6 separate regions of the Mus musculus genome follow, and all the other regions are linked to region 2. The links are chromatin contacts, called in public HiChIP or PLAC-seq and promoter capture Hi-C maps. All regions are on one chromosome and are shown on one strand. Each heading gives the region's core, a stretch centred on a gene start, on an enhancer-like site or on the middle of the called end of the contact. The rest is flanking DNA. Distances are from core to core; before and after follow the strand shown.

Region 1 (2,750 bases), core at 177-2,676, 730 kb before region 2:
AGTGAGACCCTATCTCAAAAACAAAAAGTAAAGGAACTGGTGAGATGCCTCAGAGCTTGAGAGCACAGGTGGCTGCTTTTCCAGAGCACCAGGATTTAGTTCCCAGTAACCACAGGGTGGCTCACAACTACAAAATGACAGTTCCAGGAGATCCACAAAGATATCCTCTAACCACTTACACGTGGATCATGGCATGTACCCACCCCAAAACGATAAATAAATAAATAATACTTAAAAGAATTATTCCTTAAAAAAAAAAAAAAAGAGGCGGGGAATAGGAAGGCCTGAGCCAACAGGGAAGGAAGTCAAACCAGGCCTTAGGAGAGGAAAACCCTCCCCGCCTCCCGCCCCCCCCCCCCAAAAAAAACCTCCTTGGGCAAAAACTAGCAACAGAGGCAGACTAGCAGCCCTTGAGAGACCTGAAAGTCCCATCACCATGACAACATGAAGCCAGCGGGTTAGGGCAGGTCTCATTAGGCCTCCAGTCCCTCAACCCAACCGGCTCTCATGCTGAGCTAGTGGCAGCTTTGGTTTCCATGAAGTGAATCAGGTGGCCTTCTAAAGAGCCAGGGTGTTTAAAGCAAGACAAAGCCTCCAAAGAAAACCCCAATCCTATAAGGGAAGACCTAGGGAGCAAAGACACCCAAGAGGGCTCACTGAGGTCTGCCCTCTCGCCTCTACCTTCACCACCCAAGTAAGGATATGGAAGAAAAGTGGAGCAGTCAGGAGTCAGCTAACTTTGCTCTACCTCCCAAGCCAATACACACTTCTCTTCTGCACCCGTAATAATTAATCCTCCTTGTCTCTAGCCTCTAGCACTGGTTCCGTCAGGAACCCAAAGGAGCCCAAACAGTTTTCACAAGCTCATTTACATTCCTCTCCCAACCACAATCCAGGAGGCACAGCCTCCAGAAAAGGGGCACTTGAAGCCGTAAGAGGCTCTAGAGTGTGCTTTGACTGAACACCAAAGCCCACATGAAGCACAGGAAAGTCCCTTCGCGGTCCTAAGGTCAGAATGAAGACTGTCGATGGATTTGCCCGACCAACAGGTTGCAAGAACTTCCTTCACTGATAGGTTTCACAAAAACAAAAACAAAAACTAACAACAACAAAAACCCACCCTCCGCTGGCCGCCTCGCTGGCGCCCCTTCTGCAGGCCCCTCACGACCCGCTCCATTGCCGGGCCAGCACCGGGCCGCAGAAGAACCGGCGCTGGCTCACCCGCTATGCCCCGCCCAGCCGTGCTGGGCCTCCCCCGCGTCCCCAGATAGACCCGACCCTCACTCACAATCGCCGGCCTTCTCACCTGGAACCTCCCTGGCCGCTCCCTGAACCCGGCCCGGCCGACCCTGGAGCCCGGCGCTGCTCCAGGCGCCACGGGGGCGGGCCCCGCGCCCATCCTCGCCATGGCAACGCGACACTTCCGGCCCGAGGTGTCCCGAGCGGAAGCCGCGGTGCTGGGCGGGAAGGCTGGGCGGGAAGGCTGGGCTGAGTCGTTTTGCGAGGGCGGGGCCTAAGGAGCGTCCTCCAGGGACAGAGTCATCCACTGTAGATTGACAGGGGCGGGGTCAGCTCCGGTAGCTGATTGGTTGATACTGTGGAAGATTTTTTTTTTTTTTTTAATTCCCGTGCTCTATTCTGTGGTACTAACACCCTGATGTCCGGGGTAGGGCGGGAAGGGCAAATGTTCAGGTGTTCCCGGAAGGGTGATCTTTATTTATCCTATCCTTTGATTAAAGGGTAGGAGTCCCTCGTTGCTCGAAAGAGGATGGGCAGCAGTTTGGGTGATGGTTGGACCCTGGGACACTGTGATCAGGGAGAAGCAGTCCCGATGAGGAGCCTTGAATGTCAGTTCAAGGAGCCAGGCTTTAACTGGAACCAAGGAAGGACCAGTGGAAAGGGAGACCTCAGACTTGCAGGAGAGAATGTCTTCTTTAGTGAATAGGTCTGAGGCCATAGGGATATTTGACAGGTGAGACACAGGAACTCTCAGCTAGAGCTCTGAGGACGAAAAGCAGAGGGGCAGGAGGTGATAGGATTGGGGGTGGGGAGGGGAGACAGATGAGAGCTAAAAGAAGAATCTGAGATAAGATCACAACCCAGCCAGGGGCAGAACTGTCAGAGGAAGTGAAGTCCCACTGTGCTCATCCTCCTTGTGTGTCCCCATTCCCTCCTCCACTCATGACTGTACCTTCCTTGGCACCTGCCAGGGTCTCTGTCCTGTTGATGGTACAATGGGGAGGGGCTTCACAGGAAAAGGTGAATTCTCAAAAGCTTTTAGTGCTCATGAAGGTCTTGGATTGTTGGCTCTGACACCAACCTCTGCCATCAGCGCTCTAATCAGACCCTCAATGCAAAGCTGCCCATTGTAGTAGCCAGGAGAACTTAGAACATAGATGGTGACTGAGCCCAAGAATAGAGCCACCAATTAGATGGCCATGCCTATATGGGCACCTACAACATACTCATGGGAAGATCACTTAAGTCTCTGTATCCTCCTCTTGTTCCTGAGGACAGACTCTATTCCCTTTTTGGTCCAGAAGGTCTGTCAATCTGTATCCCCACCCCCATCAAGTCCTGAGCAGACTCCCCACCTAAGGCTTGACTTTTTTGTTTGTTATTGTTTTTTCTTTTTTCTTTTTTTTTTTTTTTTTGTTTGTTTTTTTGAGACAGGGCTTCTCTGTATAGCCCTGGCTGTCCTGGAACTCACTTTGTAGACCAGGCTGGCCTCAAACTTAGAAATCCGCCTG
Region 2 (2,700 bases), core at 85-2,584:
CTTCCAGATCAGACCATAAGTCTTGTAGGGGAGTGGGGGTACTTTCCCAGGTCTACCCTCTCTCTATATCATCCTCCAACGCATTCCAGAACCAGAAATCCACCCCCAAGGCTCCAGGAGTGTCCATAGCTGCATGTGTTGGCTTGTGAGGTTTCTCTATACCTCCCATATGAAAAAAGAATGCCATCATTATGCCAAGTATTAAAACAGATACAATGCCACATCCGTGACAGGAACAAAGGTCTGCTCTCTGCCTTAAAACTTGATGTGTATATGTTTGTTTGTGTGTGTGTGTGTGTGTGTGTGTGTGTGTGTGTGCGCGCGCGCGCGCGAGGGGCATGGGGAGTCTGATTTCTTCGTGATCAGAAGACATTTGTTTCTTTCATTGTAATGGGTCTCAAAGGAACGATGTCTAGAAGAGCACAGGGCGATTGTGAATATCAGCTCTCCACCTGGAAAACTACTTGAGTTTAGAACTGTTCTTCTGCTAATATCCCGGGAAACCTCTAGCATAGCACTCAAGCCCTGGGGACTCCTGGACCACGGTGGGGCCGGGTGCAAAGAGGACTAAATGTCCCTGGCATTATCACAGAGATGTCATAGACGTTGACTCAGACACTTCATGGAATAGAACAGCTTGTATGACACCTCACCCCACCTAAGAATCCTCCTTCATGACATACGGAGCTGATTCTGTCCAACACACATATTATCTTCAACCCCTGAAGCACTGGGGTGCCTGCACTGCATCCCCTCGGACAGAGGCCGAAAGGACTGAGGGAAGGCAGAAGGCAGGAGGGCAAGGTCCAAGCCGAAGAGCAGCGTGGCGCGCACCTGCATTCCATCACCTGAGCGGCTTAGCCTTCAAGCAGCCATCCGGGGGCCCGACCTGCAGGCGCCGAGGCCGAGTGTGCAACCCTCGAGGGCCTCGATGTCTGCGGACGATCGGTCCATGCATCTACCGCCCGCAGCTCGGCGAGGAGACGCAAGGCTCCGGCCCGAACCAAGCGAGGAGCTACGGACAGAGGCCAAAGCGAAGTGCAGCCGGCCCGGGACACCAACCAACTCGCTGAGCCCCGCCGGTCACGAGCCCGCCCACCCGCGCGAGCCGCTCCGCCTCACTCACCCGGAGCTCGGCGGCGAGAGGACGGCGCGGAACCAAGCCGAGCAGCATCCAGGCGGGTAACCCCGGGCGGCCACAAAGCCCGCACCGCTGCCGCACGCCCCGGCCGGAAACTGCCCGAGGCTCCGCCCGGAGGACATCCGTAGGCACTCTAGGATAAGAATGGGGGCCGGGGCCGTCTCCCTGTCACAGACTTCCGGGCCAGATTCCTGCGGTCAGCCGGAGGACCCAGTGCGCAGACGCGGTGGCTGAGAGCCCTGTTTGCGCACGTGGGTGTGGGATTAGCGGCGAAGCTAGGCAGTAGATGTCGTCAGACTTCCCTGGAAGAGCTGGGAAAGGCAGGCTCTTTAGAGAGCTTTTAGTAAAGATTTCTTGTTGGTTGTTAGTGATGGTTCTGTATGTAGCTTTTGGTTTTAGCTTTGAGCGTTTAGAACATCTTTATCATTATCTTATGTGTGTATGCCTATGGTGGAAAGACAACTTTGAGCCGCTGTGCCTATGACACAACATCTTTGTAATAAACCACTGGAGACTCAGAGTAGTGAAATCGAGGCAGTTTATTTTACAACTTTGCAAAGTCAGGTGTGAGCCTAGAATGCCAAGCTCACTCACTGATGGAGGCAGAACTTTATTTTATTGTGTGTTTTAGTGTTTTGCATGTGTGTATGTCTGTTCACCATATGTGTGCTTGGTGCTCCTGGAGGCCAGAAGAGGGCATTATATTCTCCTGGAAATGGGATTATAGACACAGTTCTTAGCTGCCATGTGGGTGCTGGAAATCAAACCAGGATCCTTTGGAAGAGCACCAACCAACTGCTTGATCTTAACCCCAAGGAATCTCTTCAGCCTCGTGGAAGGTACAACCTTAAGAGTCATCTAGGTCTTAACAAAAAAAAAAAAAAAATTGTGTGGGTTTATCTCTATATTTTATATCCTGTTTTTAAAAAATCTGCCACTGAAACTGCACAGTGCCAAGCCTCAGCTGCCCTCCATGAACTGTTCATGTCTTCAAAACCAGTAAGTACCACCTGGGTGACTCTTATGCTACCAAGTTCAGCTGCCAGCATGAGGGACAACCTTGGCTGCTTCTGGAACACAGCTTCTGTGTAGCTCTTAGGAAATACTTAGAAAGTTTTTACCTCAATGATGCTAGTTTCTTCTTAATCACTACTAATTCTTCAGCTGTAGCTGACCAGCATCGAGTATCACAGCAAAGCAAAGGTTTCACTTTAGTAGTCCTGGTATCTTGTTCATTACAGCTGATTCTTCAGCCTCAGCTAACCTGAATCCCAGAATCTTTTTTTTTCCATTTTTTATTAGGTATTTAGCTCATTTACATTTCCAATGCTATACCAAAAGTCCCCATACCCCCCCCCACTCCCCTACCCACCCACTCCCCCTTTTTGGCCCTGGCATTCCCCTGTACTGGGGCATATAAAGTTTGCAAGTCCAATGGGCCTCTCTTTGCAGTGATGGCCGACTAGGCCATCTTTTGATACATATGCAGCTAGAGACAAGAGCTCCGGGGTACTGCTTAGTTCATATTGTTGTTCCACCTATAGGGTTGCAGTTCCCTT
Region 3 (2,700 bases), core at 193-2,692, 780 kb before region 2:
ACCTACCATCCTTCCCAGCCAACCTTCCACTTTGTTCAGCTCATCCCCTAATAGCTACGCCTACCCTCCACTCTGCTCTCCTCTCCCTTCACCCGGACCCCCTCACACAGGTGTTCGTGCAGCCAGCCAACGTAGCCATCACCAAAATGGACGTCAGCAACCTGGCTATGGTGATGGCACCCAACTGCCTGCGCTGCCAGTCGGATGATCCTCGCGTCATCTTCGAGAATACACGAAAGGAGATGTCCTTCCTTCGAGTGCTCATTCAGCATTTAGATACCAGCTTCATGGAGGGCGTGCTATAGCACGCGGGCTATGGACGCCTGCTAGGGTGACACCCGGGAAGGTGGGAGGGAAGGCCCCAGCGCGAGGCAGCATGCCAGGCCCCGCCAGACGCCGGCCCCGCCCTAGGCCCTCCCGGGGCCAAGCAGCCGCGCCATATCTCGCGGCCAGTTCCTGCAGGTACCGGCTCGCCCTGCCAGTCGCAAGCCAGCCCCGAGAAGTGCCTTCTGTTTCCCGGAGCCGAGCGACACTGCCCTCCTGGTCGGCTGAAGCACATACCGCGTTGCTCAGGGCAACAGGACCTTGTCCCCTCTTCAGGGCAATCCTCCACCAAGGCACTCTCGCCCTGATCCCTCCCACCCTAGTCTAGGGGCCTCTGGCTGGGGCCAGAAGGAGAGTTAGAGGCGTTCTGGAGAGCTGTGCTGGCCACTACTAGGACTTGGCTCCGTCGGCTCGATGCCTAATAGGTCTTTGTGCAAGGGGAGGCCCCAAACCAAAGCCCTCTGGGTTAGGGCCAGGGCTAGGCAGGCTTTCTTGGGGCGGGTGAGGGAGGGCGAGAGGTTTTTTGTTTTTTGACTACAGAATCTATCCGATACCCAGCCTACTTGTGTATAAAGATATAAATAGAACGACAGAACTAAGTTTGCTAAGGACATAGTTTTAACCAGATGCTATTTAGCTCTTGAACTGCCATTGCGGTCCTCGCGCTGAGCAAGTTAGCACCACCCTCCTTTGACCTCGCGGCCTCTGACCAAACTCCACACACGGGCGGCGCGTGGATGAGACCTGCCTGGACTCGTTTGCGTTTTCCATTCTGGAATCTGAGTTCCAACAGTTGTCAAACTTCATTTCTCCTGTTTATATATATATATTTTTAGAGTTTTTATTTATTAAAAACAAAAGTCCCGTCATGCGGAGGTCCTGGCCTCTCTCTCCAGGGCCTCTCGGCCGCAGGCGCTCCCTCGTACGTGTGGCTCGAGGGGACAGTGCTCCGTGTGAATAAAGTTCAAGTGCACACTCGCTGATTGTGTTTCTTTCAGGTTACTTCTGACAAGGGGGCGGGGGAGTCCACGTCTGGCAGCTACTTCCGGGGGCGGGATAGACAGCTCCGCCCCTCCGAGCACGTGTTGCCGGCGGAACCCAAAGCCCCAGGCACAACACTGTGTGATCCGCTTCCGGTGTGGAAGAATGTGGCCGCCTAGTGGGGCAGTGCGTAACTTGGCTCTAGTCTTGGCGAGGTCGCAGAGAGCTCGGACCTGCAGTGGGGTCGAGCGTGTCTCCTACACACAGGGTCAAAGCCCGGAGCCCAGAACCCGCGAGTATTTCTACTATGTGGATCACCAAGGCCAGGTGTGCCTGGCGTGTGACAGAGGGAGGAGACCTGAGGGGACTGCGGAATCCATCGGCACCGGGTGGGGAGTAGTTCTAGAGGCGAGACCTGGGATAGGTGCTACGCGTGGCTTTGAACCTTTCAAAGCCCAGGCTGGAAGAGTTAATTCCGGGGCCTTCCGCTTTCACCGCATCGTAATCCCGCGCACACTAGCCTGTCCTAGCAGCAGTCCCAGAGCCGAGTGCTTGCTCGCGATTGCTAGGGACAAGCGGCTGTCAAACCTGCTGTAGAAAAAGGGGTGAGGGCTGCAACCCTGGAAACCTGTCTGTAGATGTGGGGAGAGTCCGCAGGGCCCTTCCACATGCCCCCCTGAACACATTAGACAGAAAAGCAAGGACAGCGAACACCACCGGCTTTCTTGCCAGGACTTACTGTCCACTGTGTCCCTTCTGCAGCTTTTCCTAGATGACTCCAAAATGAAGAACTTTATCACCTGCTTCAAAGGTATTGCTTACTGCACTGCTCCCTCGTGTCTCTCTCTACCCTTCAGGGCCTCGGCTCCCCGACTCTGAGGGAAGGCACCATCCACGAGGGGGGGCCGCTGTCTCGTGCCAGTGCTGGTATTCCCAGGAAAAGGAGCGTGTCGGGGAAGCTGGGTCACCGAGCATGATCGTGCCTTTTGTTCCCACAGACCTGCAGTTCCTGGTCACTTTCTTCTCCCGTCTGAGACCCAACCACAGCGGGCGCTACGAGGCTTCCTTCCCCTTCCTCTCGCTTTGCGGCAGAGAGCGTAACTTCCTGCGCTGTGAAGACCGGCCAGTGGTCTTCACGCACCTCCTGGCTTCCGACAGCGAGTCACCTCGTCTCTCCTACTGTGGCGGTGGCGAGGCGCTGGCGATACCCTTCGAGCCGGCTCGCTTGCTACCCCTGGCGGCCAATGGGCGCCTGTACCACCCGGCCCCGGAGCGCGCAGGCGGTGTGGGTCTAGTGCGCTCGGCCCTGGCCTTCGAGCTCAGCGCTTGCTTCGAGTATGGGCCTAGCTCCCCTACGGTCCCCTCTCACGTACACTGGCAAGGTCGCCGCATCGC
Region 4 (2,837 bases), core at 55-2,554, 670 kb before region 2:
CTTCTGGTGCGTCTGAAGACAGCTACAGAGTACTTACATATAATAATAAGTAAATCTCTGGGGCTGGAGTAAGCAGAGGTTCTGGGTTCAATTCCCAGCAACCACATGATGGTTCACAACTATCTGTACAGCTATAGTGTATCATATACATAAAATAAATATTTAAAAAATTATGTATATATGTGCCAGCATGTCTGGGCAGCTTTCGTCCCAGGGCTTGGGAGGTAGACTCTGAATTCGAGGCTAGTTGGGTCTACAGAGTTTCAGGACAGCCAGGGCTATGTAGTTGAGACCTCATCTCAAAAATCAAGAAAAAGAAAAAAAAATAATTTCTTTTGCTTGCTTGTTTTTGTTTTTTGTTTTTGTTTTTGTTTTTTTTTAAGAAAAGTTTTCTCTGTATAACCATGGCTGTCCTGGAACTCACTTTGTAGACCAGGCTGGCCTCAAACTCAGAAATCTGCCTGCCTCTGCCTCTGCCTCCCAAGTGTTGGGATTAAAGGCTTACACCACCACTGCCCAGCCAACAAAATACTTTTTAAAAGAGATCTTTTTTTTTAAATTTTATTTTATTTTTATTAGGTATTTTCCTCGTTTACATTTTCAATGCTATCCCAAAAGTCCGCCATACCCACCCCCCCAATCCACTACCCACCCACTCTCCCGTTTTGGCCCTGGGGTTCCCCTGTACTGGGGCATATAAAGTTTGCAAGTCCAATGGGCCTCTCTTTGCAGTGATGGCCAACTAGGCCACCTTTTGATACATATGCAGCTAGAGTCAATTAAAAAGAGATCTTTAGTGTGATACAGGGGTGATCTACCACATCACCTCATCTACAGAGTGGGGTGGCGATATTGCATGTTTCTGTATCCTTTTCCAAGCCTATATACCCTTGTTTTATTTTCTGGGATTTAGCTAATGAGGCAAGTCTTGAAGGGTACAGAACAGAAGGAAGCAGAGGTCCAGCACCCTCCAGCTCTGTGACGAGGCTCATCAGTCCTTTTTTTTTTTCTTTCTTTCTTTCTTGTTTTTTTTTTTCGAGACGGGGTTTCTCTGTGTAGCCCTGGCTGTCCTGGAACTCACTCTGTAGACCAGGCTGGCCTTGAACTCAGAAATATGCCTGCCTCTCTCAAGTGCTGGGATAAAAGGCATGTGCCACCACGCTTGCTCGTCAGTTCTTATCAAGCTAGGCCACTAGGGGCCGCTCTTCGCTCGCAGCCACGGCGCGCAGGCGCAGATGCGAAGCGGCCCGGAACCCTGCTTCTCAACCACCTGGTCCTCTTAGAAGGCGGTCCGGGCAGGAAGCGCAGGCGCAGTACTTCGGAACCCGGTGGCTGGGTTGGCGCGCGCGGCCGGACCGAGTCCGCTGCCGTCCCTGTCCCCCGAGTCGGCGGCTCCGGCGTGACAGTGGCGGCGACATGTACGCGGTGTACAAGCAGGCGCACCCGCCCACCGGGCTGGAGTTTACCATGTACTGCAACTTCTTCAACAACAGTGAGCGCAACCTCGTGGTGGCCGGCACCTCGCAGCTCTATGTGTACCGCCTGAACCGCGACGCCGAGGTAGGCCGTGTCGAGGCAGTGCCGCAGTCATTCGGCAGGTTCCCCAGTGCAGGAGCTGAGGTTTGCCAAGGGTCTTTGGGCCCCAGAGCCAGTTCATCGCTGCCTCGTTGTTTGGCCTCATCCTACCCTGCCCGGACACCTCTGCCCGCGGTCTACTGCTTGTTCTTTGGAGATCGATTTTCAGGAGATTGTTGCACACCTTCCACGAGCTTAGCAGCAAAGACAAGCCAGTGAACCCTTGAGGGCGATGATTCTTTAGGAAGTCAATACTGCCACACACAGACGGCCACAGTGTCTCTCTAGGAGTAAGACCCAATGAAGGAGACTGGGTGTTTCTGTACAAAACAACCAGAGCTCTTTCTGAGATTGAGCAGATTTGTTGTGGAAGAACGTTTCTTCCTAAAGGAGCAAGGCTGGATGTTTCTCGGGGACAGACTATTGTCAGTAGATGTAGTAATGTGGAATGAATTCATCAGTACATTGATAACGGGGGTGTTTTGGTTGCTAGAGAGACAGCAAGCGGTTCAGGAAGCCCTCCCCCCCTCCCCCCAAAAAAAAGGCAATTTCCGTGGCTCTTTAATCCCAGTTCGATCCATTAATCCCAGGTGGAAGCAGACAGATTTCTGGGTGTTCCAGTTTAAACTATTTCCAAGCCATCTAGGGCTACATAGTGAACCTCTTGTCTAAAAACAAAGCAAAAAAGCCAAGAAGGCAGATGCTTTTTTTAAAAAATTAGACTTATTCATATTCATTTGTGTTTGCTTGTATATATGTATGTACACCATATGCATTCTTGGTGTCCATGGAGGTCAGCATTATGGATAGTTGTGCCATCAAGTGGGTCCTCTGTAAGAGCAACAAGTGCTTTTGATGGCTGTGCATTACTGCCAACATGCAGTTTACTGGGGTGGCAGAACTGGACAGGGAAATCTCACCTTCATAGAAGATGTGTTTTAAATAGACAAGGAAGTGTGGGGGAAGTATGTGGGAGTTAGGCAAAGGGGTTTCAAGGAAAGTTAAGTTTTTGTGGTAGAGGCTAAGGGAAGGAGGAAGGAAGGGAAAGAACGGGTAAGAAGTAACAGGGCAGGGCCTCCACAACACACTCTCCAAGCAGGAAGTTTTGGCAATGAAATAATCTTACCCAACTTATGTTGGAGAGAGGTCCAAGAAAGATGGTCAAGAAGTGGCTGTAGCCATTAGGCAAGATGGTGGCCTGGACCAGTGCAGCTATGACAGTTCAGGATTGATAGAGGTGGAGTTTGAAAGGAGCTCAAGGT
Region 5 (2,924 bases), core at 283-2,782, 600 kb before region 2:
AACAATGCCTGCCACCTGGCCTGGTGGCTCCTGCAAAGGTGAGGCCTCTTCCTCTTCCTCTTCCTCCTCTGTTCCTGGTGTTTCTACCCGAAGCCCTGTACCTGTTGTGGGTTCAGATGTCGGGGATGGCAGTAGTAACAGGAGGCCTTGGAAGGCAGCTGCTGAAGTGCCCAGAAGGGCAGTCAACACCCAGAAGAACGTGGTGGCAGAAAACCGTTCAGGGAAATTAATGGGAGACACCTCGATCGGAGGCCCAGTGGTCCTGTTGGCAGGCACATGCAGGCACTCAAGGCGGCCCACCCCTTGACCCAGGGCTAGCACACAGGGCAGGAGGGCACTCAGGCCCTGACCCAGGAAGAAAGACCGTAAAAAGGGGGGTGGGAGGTGGCTCAAGAAGGGCAGGAAAGTGACATTAGAAGCACAGCAGGCCAATGCCAGCACAAACGCCAGCGTTAGGAAGGCCACTGAGTACGGCTTTCCTGCCACTGGGGCCACGTGGTTCCACAGAGAGGCCAGTAGGCCTGTGCCCACTATGCCTAGCCCCTGAACCACTCGGATGGGGACTTGCTCGCCCTTGCCGCGAGCCAGACGCCTCCACAGAGTCACCAGCAGCAGACCCAGGTTTCCCAGCGCCACAAGCACAGAGAGGTAGGAAGGGAGGCTCCAACCTGCAGTGGAAGGAGGAGATAGTGTAAAGGCACCAGGCTAAGGAACGAAGAGCAGCAACAGCAGCAGCCTACCTCCGCCCACTTCACTCACCCTCCGGGAGCTCTTTCACCACTACCGGCAGCTCTACCCAGATCCCGTTGACAGCAGCCCAGGAGCCCATGCCGAAAAGGGCCACCAGCAGATGGGTCAGCACCAGTCGGCCCAGCGGAGGTGCTGCCATTAGGTCAAAGGTCAAAGCGGGCCCTCCAGGACAAAGCGAAGGTAACAGTCCGCCCTTTTCCCACGTAGATCCAAAGCTTCTCTAACTATTCTAGAGAAAAAAAGAGTCAAGCTTTTTCACCTGGACGGAGACAAAAAACAAACCAAAACAAACCAAAACAAAACAAACAAACAAACAAAAAAACATGCGAGTGGGCAGAGTCAGGGTCTGAGGTGGCCAGATTGCAAAACCAAGGCACCTGGAGGGAGGCGGCGGATAGATCAGGAGCTGCACCTACCATGGAGCCTGCACCGGGACCCTTCTGTACAAGACTGGCAAGCGGGGGAGCGAGAAGCTGGCTTAAAGCATGGTTCCGGGGAGGAAGATGAGCGAAAGAGCCAGTCCTTGATGCTTGCGGAGGACCAAGTCTTGGCGCGGCTAAACCAGACTGGATGACAGCTAACTTCAGGCAGCCGGCGTGGATCGGCAAGAGGTGTGGCTGGCTGACTTGATTCGATTCTGGGCTCCTCGGCTGAGTGCGGTGCATCAGGGGCGTGGGGCCGGAGCAGCCCGCCCAGCCCCGGGAGCACGCCACTTAGCCCGGAAGGCAGCCAAACCCCAGCCAAAGGGTTGTAGTAAGACGCCGGCTAATGCGCTAGACTGCGGCGGAAGTCCCACCCCCGGAAGCTAAGTGTAGTGTAAAGGAGTGAGCTAAGGGGCCACGCCCCTTCCTCTCTGCCCACCCACCTTCCGCTTTTAGTTCAGCTCCCGGGGGCTATGGCTCCCGTGGCCTCTAGGCGAGTTAGACGTCGAGTTCGAAGCTCCAAGCGGCCCGATGCGCGGGGCCGCTCGGCGGAGGACTGGTGGTGGGACCGCCTGGCACCTCGCGGCTCTGGGTACCACCTGCTGCAAGCGGACAGCATGTTGCTCGTGCTGCCGGACCTGGAGCCTCCCCGCGCTCGTGCGCACCGGCGCGCCCGTCGCCGCGCTCCGAGGTCACTGGCTCGTGGCCCCACGGCTGTCGCCAAGCCCAGGACCAAACCCCGACCGGAGCCGTCGCTCGATCAGGGCCTGGACTCTGGTTGGGGAGACCGTATTCCCTTAGAAGTCCTGGTGCATATTTTCGGGTTGTTGGTTGCGGCTCATGGGCCCATGCCGTTTCTTGGCAGGTACACCAACAGCGCCTGCCGCGGTAGAGACTGGCGCACTGAGCGGGTGCTGCAGAGCAGAGGGCAGAGCAGGCATCACATCGGGCGAACACAAGTGCTCCGGCACCTGTCTTCACTTAGAGCTCAAAGCCTAGCACTGAGAACGGGCGACGGCAGGCTTTAAGACCGCTGCGCTGCTCCTAAAACACTCCATTGTAGGCATTACCCGCAAAAGGCCACGCACTCTCAGCAAACTTTTTCTTCTCCTAGGGCTGCACGCGTTTGCCGTCACTGGCACGAAGCCACCTCCCATCCTTCACTCTGGCATACTGTGACCCTGTCACCCTCGCTGGTTGGCCGGGCTGGCAAGGGCAACCTTAAGGGAGAGAAGAAGCTCCTTGCTTGCCTGGAGTGGCTCGTACCCAATCGGTGAGGGCTCCTTGTCATCTTACTGTCTGTTGTCTTCCCTGCATCCGCGTTGAGTAGGGGAGGATTCTGTCCAGAAGGGGGCAGCGTAAGGACAAGAGCACAACTACAGCCGGGCCTTGCTGTCGCCCAGGTTCTCTCAGCTCCAGAGCTTGACCCTCATCCACTGGAAGTCTCAAGTACACTCTGTGTTGGAGGTAAGAGCTGGAGACTGCCCTGCACACAAGCTGTCACGTTTGAGTGGTCTACTATGGGGAGGGTGCCCTGGTGGTGTACCACAGAGTTGTCTGCCTGCCTGCTCAGTTTCGTCTTGCTGACATCTTAGGAAATTGCTGGAGGAGACAGCAATTTCCATGTAGGCCTGGCGTGGACAGAATGGAGTCATAGCTGGGACTATAGGATAGGCTTGTCATGACTACCAGTGTCCCTGTAGATAGACCTTTACCTGCCCTCCACAACCCTGGATGGTCTCTCTCTCTCTC
Region 6 (2,905 bases), core at 17-2,516, 690 kb before region 2:
GACAGACCTCTGAAACAATGCACATTGCTTCTTTAAAGTGACATTTTTCAGATACACATGCACACCCCCTCACAGCCTAGGCAGCTCCTCGGGTATTCTTAAAATGATCATGAAGATTTGAACCTCCTTTTGGAGTGGCAAATTGTTTGTTGTTTTTTGAGACAGGGTGTCTCTGTGTAGTCCTGGCTGTTCTGGAGCTCTGTAAAGTTTCCTCTCTACCTGGAGAGGACTGAGATTAAAGGCGGATGCCACCAGGGCAGGCATGATTTGGACCTTTTGTTTTTGCGGGGTTTTCTGGGTCAGGAGGGTAGCAAATCATTGTTACTTGCAGAAAACCTTATTTCCTCATTCCTGTCCACCAGTCAGTGATCCAAGTTCCGCTTAAGGGGTGCTTGCTCTCTCAACCTGCCCCCCTCCCTCCTTCCTTGCCTTATCTACTAATAAGCTAGCTTGTCCCGTTACACCAACGCACTCTCCACCTTATAAGTGTGCCTGATGGCCTGGCCTGCCACTGCCTTGCCCAGCTGAGATTTGAGGGTGGCAGCCTTTCCCCCTGGAGGATAAAAACTGAGCACAGGGGAGTCCCTGGGTTTTTCCTGTATCTCACCCCCTCTTCCCAACACAATGGTATTTCTGGCAGCTGTGCGCTTCATCCAGTTCCCTGACAACCTTGAGCCTACTGGGATCTCTGACTTGATCAAGGCCTGGCATTCACTAGCCTCCAGAGATCCGAGGGCCCACAGTATACAGATATATTGAGTCCTTTTTATGATGGGACAAGCCAAAATGTAGGCTCCGAGGTACAACATAAGCACTATGCCTCCTGTGGGTGTGTAAGTTAAACCTACCTCCTCCTCACCCCCACAGGCTGCTCTATTCAAGGGCCGCTGAACTCTGACCTCTGGGACAAGATCTTCGTGCAGTTGCAGGAGTTGCAACTGTGCACCAAAGACCTGAGCACCAAAGACCGAGACTCGGTGTGTCAGAGACTGCCAGAGGGTGCGTGCACAATGGACCAAAGTTCCAAGCTCTTCTTTAAATGCCTCTGATCCTAGTCCTGCCGTTTCCTCCAGAAGAAAAAGAAAAACCTTAATAAACTATGCTGCTATCTCATTTGTGTCAGCTCTCTGCGAAAAGGGTGGGCGATGTGAGCTGTAAAAGCCTTGACAGGCGGAGCTACTCCAGAGCGCAAGCTCAGGCAAAAAAAGCCGAGTGCCGATCAATGGATTTGGCTTGCTATGTGCGTAGGCTCAAGGTTAGAGGATGAGTGCCGAGCTGCCGATCGGGTTTCCCGGCAGGCGCAGGCGGAAAAAGCGAGCACCGAGCTTCTGTCGCCATCTCCGGGACTCCAAACGCCCCAGGTACACAGCGGCGGTGGCCGGGTCCCCTCTTCATAGGAACCCTTTGGTCTAGGTGTCCCGGTCCCGTCTCCTCTGGGGCTCAGCGGCCCTTGCCGCGCGGCCAGTGTCTCAGTAGGTGATGGGCGCTGTCAAGTGGCATTGCTGGTCCACAGTTCAGGTTCCCCTGTCTGTGAGGGTACCCACCTTTCTTCTGCGACTCCGCCGGCTATTCCTAGCTCCTGCGACCTCGGTAGCTCTCGCTGCTCCTCAAGCCACTCCATCTCAGTTTGACCATCTTCCTTGAACATTTGTTTTCACCCCATTTCAAATCCTGAGGCGTGTCTGGGCTGGCTTCCTTATTAGACAGGACCTATCCTGGGCCTTGCCTCCGCCACTTTGCCGCATCAACCAATAAGCTTGCCCTTATTCATTTCTCCAGTATCTCCCACAGATTAGGGTAAAACCTACCTCCACACTTTCCCTCACACACAGAAAGCCCCGGACACCTAGTCTCAGTTCATTTCCACTGAAAGATGTTGCAACAATGCCCTTCCCCTGTGCCCAAGATGCTGCCCCAGTTCTAACAGCTACTCTTCCCTACCCTAACCCAGCTAACAGGCAGGACTCCCATGGCACTCGATGTTCATCCTCAAAGCCTGACATGACATTCCCCCATGACAGTCCTTTAGCATCCTGTGCCGTTCCTGTAGAGAGCAGGAAAGCTGTTCACAACGCTCTGATCTCCAGAGCCCAGTTCTTAAGGTGTAAGGGGACCCTTGAGTTAGTGTTGGCTCTGCTTTCCAGGTCTCTTGTGCTGTATAGCTGCCTGGGCCTGCAGGATGTTCCACGGGATCCCAGCTACTCCTGGTGTTGGAGGTGAGTGTAGGCTAAACTGGGAGGAAGGGGAGGAGCCAAGGCTTTCCCTGTTGCAGGGGCTGTTGGGAAAGGACCACACTGCTACGTCCATCCCGTAGTCATTAGGCCCTGGGTAATGACTAGGGCCAGAATTATTTCTGGTGGGAATCTGAGGGCCCCTGCAATACCCTGCTGGGGAGCGAGAATATACTCCAATGTGGTCAGAACCTCTGGCATCCTGAGCAACTCTGGGTCTCCAACTGCATGTGTGAAGCATCTGACAGGCTTTTATTTGTACCAAGTTGTGGTTCTGTGTACAAACTACAGTCATGTTGGCGGGGGAAGAGAGCTAAACCTAGCAATCTGTATGTAGCCTCTTAGAGGCCATATTGGTAGGAGGTGAGGCTGGAGCCCCTATTCTGTGCTTCCCTTTGAGCTCTGTGATACATGGCATGGGAGACACCTTCTTGGGACGTAACTGAAGTGGGCCTGTCCTGGGGTCACCCTTGTCAGCTCCTCCTTGCTCTGTTGCAGCCCCTGGGAACAAGCCGGAGCTGTATGAGGTAGGTAGCAGATCCTCACCTGGCCACTGCAAACACCATGTGGCTGTCACTGGTTCTATAACCACGCCTGGAGATGCTGACTGACTCTTGCCTGCTTTTCCAACAGGAAGTAAAGCTCTACAAGAATGCTCGGGAGCGGGAGAAGTA

What was found. Promoter capture Hi-C pulls out the DNA fragments that hold promoters and counts their contacts. HiChIP or PLAC-seq counts read pairs in DNA pulled down with a chosen protein or histone mark. Capture Hi-C pulls out chosen DNA fragments and counts their contacts.
Region 1: a contact with region 2 is called in a promoter capture Hi-C map of liver, with 4 times the contacts expected there. The contact joins the promoter of Ppp1r16a here to the promoter of Zfp623 in region 2. A contact is called at or near these places in 2 of 39 promoter capture datasets (both in liver) and 1 of 115 datasets of contacts at active chromatin or transcription factors (bone marrow-derived macrophages).
Region 3: a contact with region 2 is called in a promoter capture Hi-C map of liver, with 2.2 times the contacts expected there. The contact joins the promoter of C030006K11Rik here to the promoter of Zfp623 in region 2. A contact is called at or near these places in 2 of 39 promoter capture datasets (liver and pre-B cells), 1 of 115 datasets of contacts at active chromatin or transcription factors (memory CD8 T cells) and 2 of 9 other capture datasets (adipose tissue and liver).
Region 4: an HNF4G HiChIP or PLAC-seq map of pancreatic cancer cells shows a contact between it and region 2. The contact joins the promoter of Cpsf1 here to the promoter of Zfp623 in region 2. A contact is called at or near these places in 2 of 39 promoter capture datasets (embryonic stem cells and liver) and 1 of 115 datasets of contacts at active chromatin or transcription factors (pancreatic cancer cells).
Region 5: a contact with region 2 is called in an H3K27ac HiChIP or PLAC-seq map of microglia, with 4 times the contacts expected there. The contact joins the promoter of Slc52a2 here to the promoter of Zfp623 in region 2. A contact is called at or near these places in 2 of 115 datasets of contacts at active chromatin or transcription factors (bone marrow-derived macrophages and microglia).
Region 6: a contact with region 2 is called in an H3K27ac HiChIP or PLAC-seq map of stem cell-derived neural progenitor cells, with 3 times the contacts expected there. The contact joins the promoter of Vps28 here to the promoter of Zfp623 in region 2. A contact is called at or near these places in 1 of 39 promoter capture datasets (liver), 1 of 115 datasets of contacts at active chromatin or transcription factors (stem cell-derived neural progenitor cells) and 1 of 9 other capture datasets (liver).

The regions. Positions count from the first base shown.
Region 1 is chr15:76,670,319-76,673,068 of GRCm38.p6, reverse strand. It overlaps Ppp1r16a (protein phosphatase 1, regulatory subunit 16A), which reads right to left and starts at 1,426. Exons shown (of 12, transcript NM_001358933.1): 1 at 1,307-1,426. It also overlaps a transcript of Foxh1 not described here.
Region 2 is chr15:75,939,586-75,942,285 of GRCm38.p6, reverse strand. It overlaps Zfp623 (zinc finger protein 623), which reads right to left and starts at 1,334. Exons shown (of 2, transcript NM_030199.3): 1 at 1,127-1,334.
Region 3 is chr15:76,722,587-76,725,286 of GRCm38.p6, reverse strand. C030006K11Rik (RIKEN cDNA C030006K11 gene) reads left to right here and starts at 1,442. Exons shown (of 3, transcript NM_145472.2): 1 at 1,442-1,632; 2 at 2,068-2,116; 3 at 2,304-2,700. The coding sequence starts at 1,471. Arhgap39 (Rho GTPase activating protein 39) reads left to right here. Exons shown (of 12, transcript NM_001168288.2): 12 at 111-1,302. The coding sequence ends at 305.
Region 4 is chr15:76,606,058-76,608,894 of GRCm38.p6, reverse strand. It overlaps Cpsf1 (cleavage and polyadenylation specific factor 1), which reads left to right and starts at 1,304. Exons shown (of 37, transcript NM_053193.2): 1 at 1,304-1,560. The coding sequence starts at 1,417.
Region 5 is chr15:76,537,438-76,540,361 of GRCm38.p6, reverse strand. It overlaps Slc52a2 (solute carrier protein 52, member 2), which reads right to left and starts at 1,532. Exons shown (of 5, transcript NM_029643.4): 1 at 1,167-1,532; 2 at 760-979; 3 at 1-668. The coding sequence starts at 889. Fbxl6 (F-box and leucine-rich repeat protein 6) reads left to right here and starts at 1,616. Exons shown (of 9, transcript NM_013909.2): 1 at 1,616-2,037; 2 at 2,287-2,445; 3 at 2,576-2,639. The coding sequence starts at 1,646.
Region 6 is chr15:76,624,445-76,627,349 of GRCm38.p6, reverse strand. Vps28 (vacuolar protein sorting 28) reads left to right here and starts at 1,266. Exons shown (of 10, transcript NM_025842.4): 1 at 1,266-1,361; 2 at 2,145-2,216; 3 at 2,730-2,758; 4 at 2,865-2,902. The coding sequence starts at 2,180. It overlaps Tonsl (tonsoku-like, DNA repair protein), which reads left to right. Exons shown (of 26, transcript NM_183091.3): 26 at 868-1,113. The coding sequence ends at 1,049.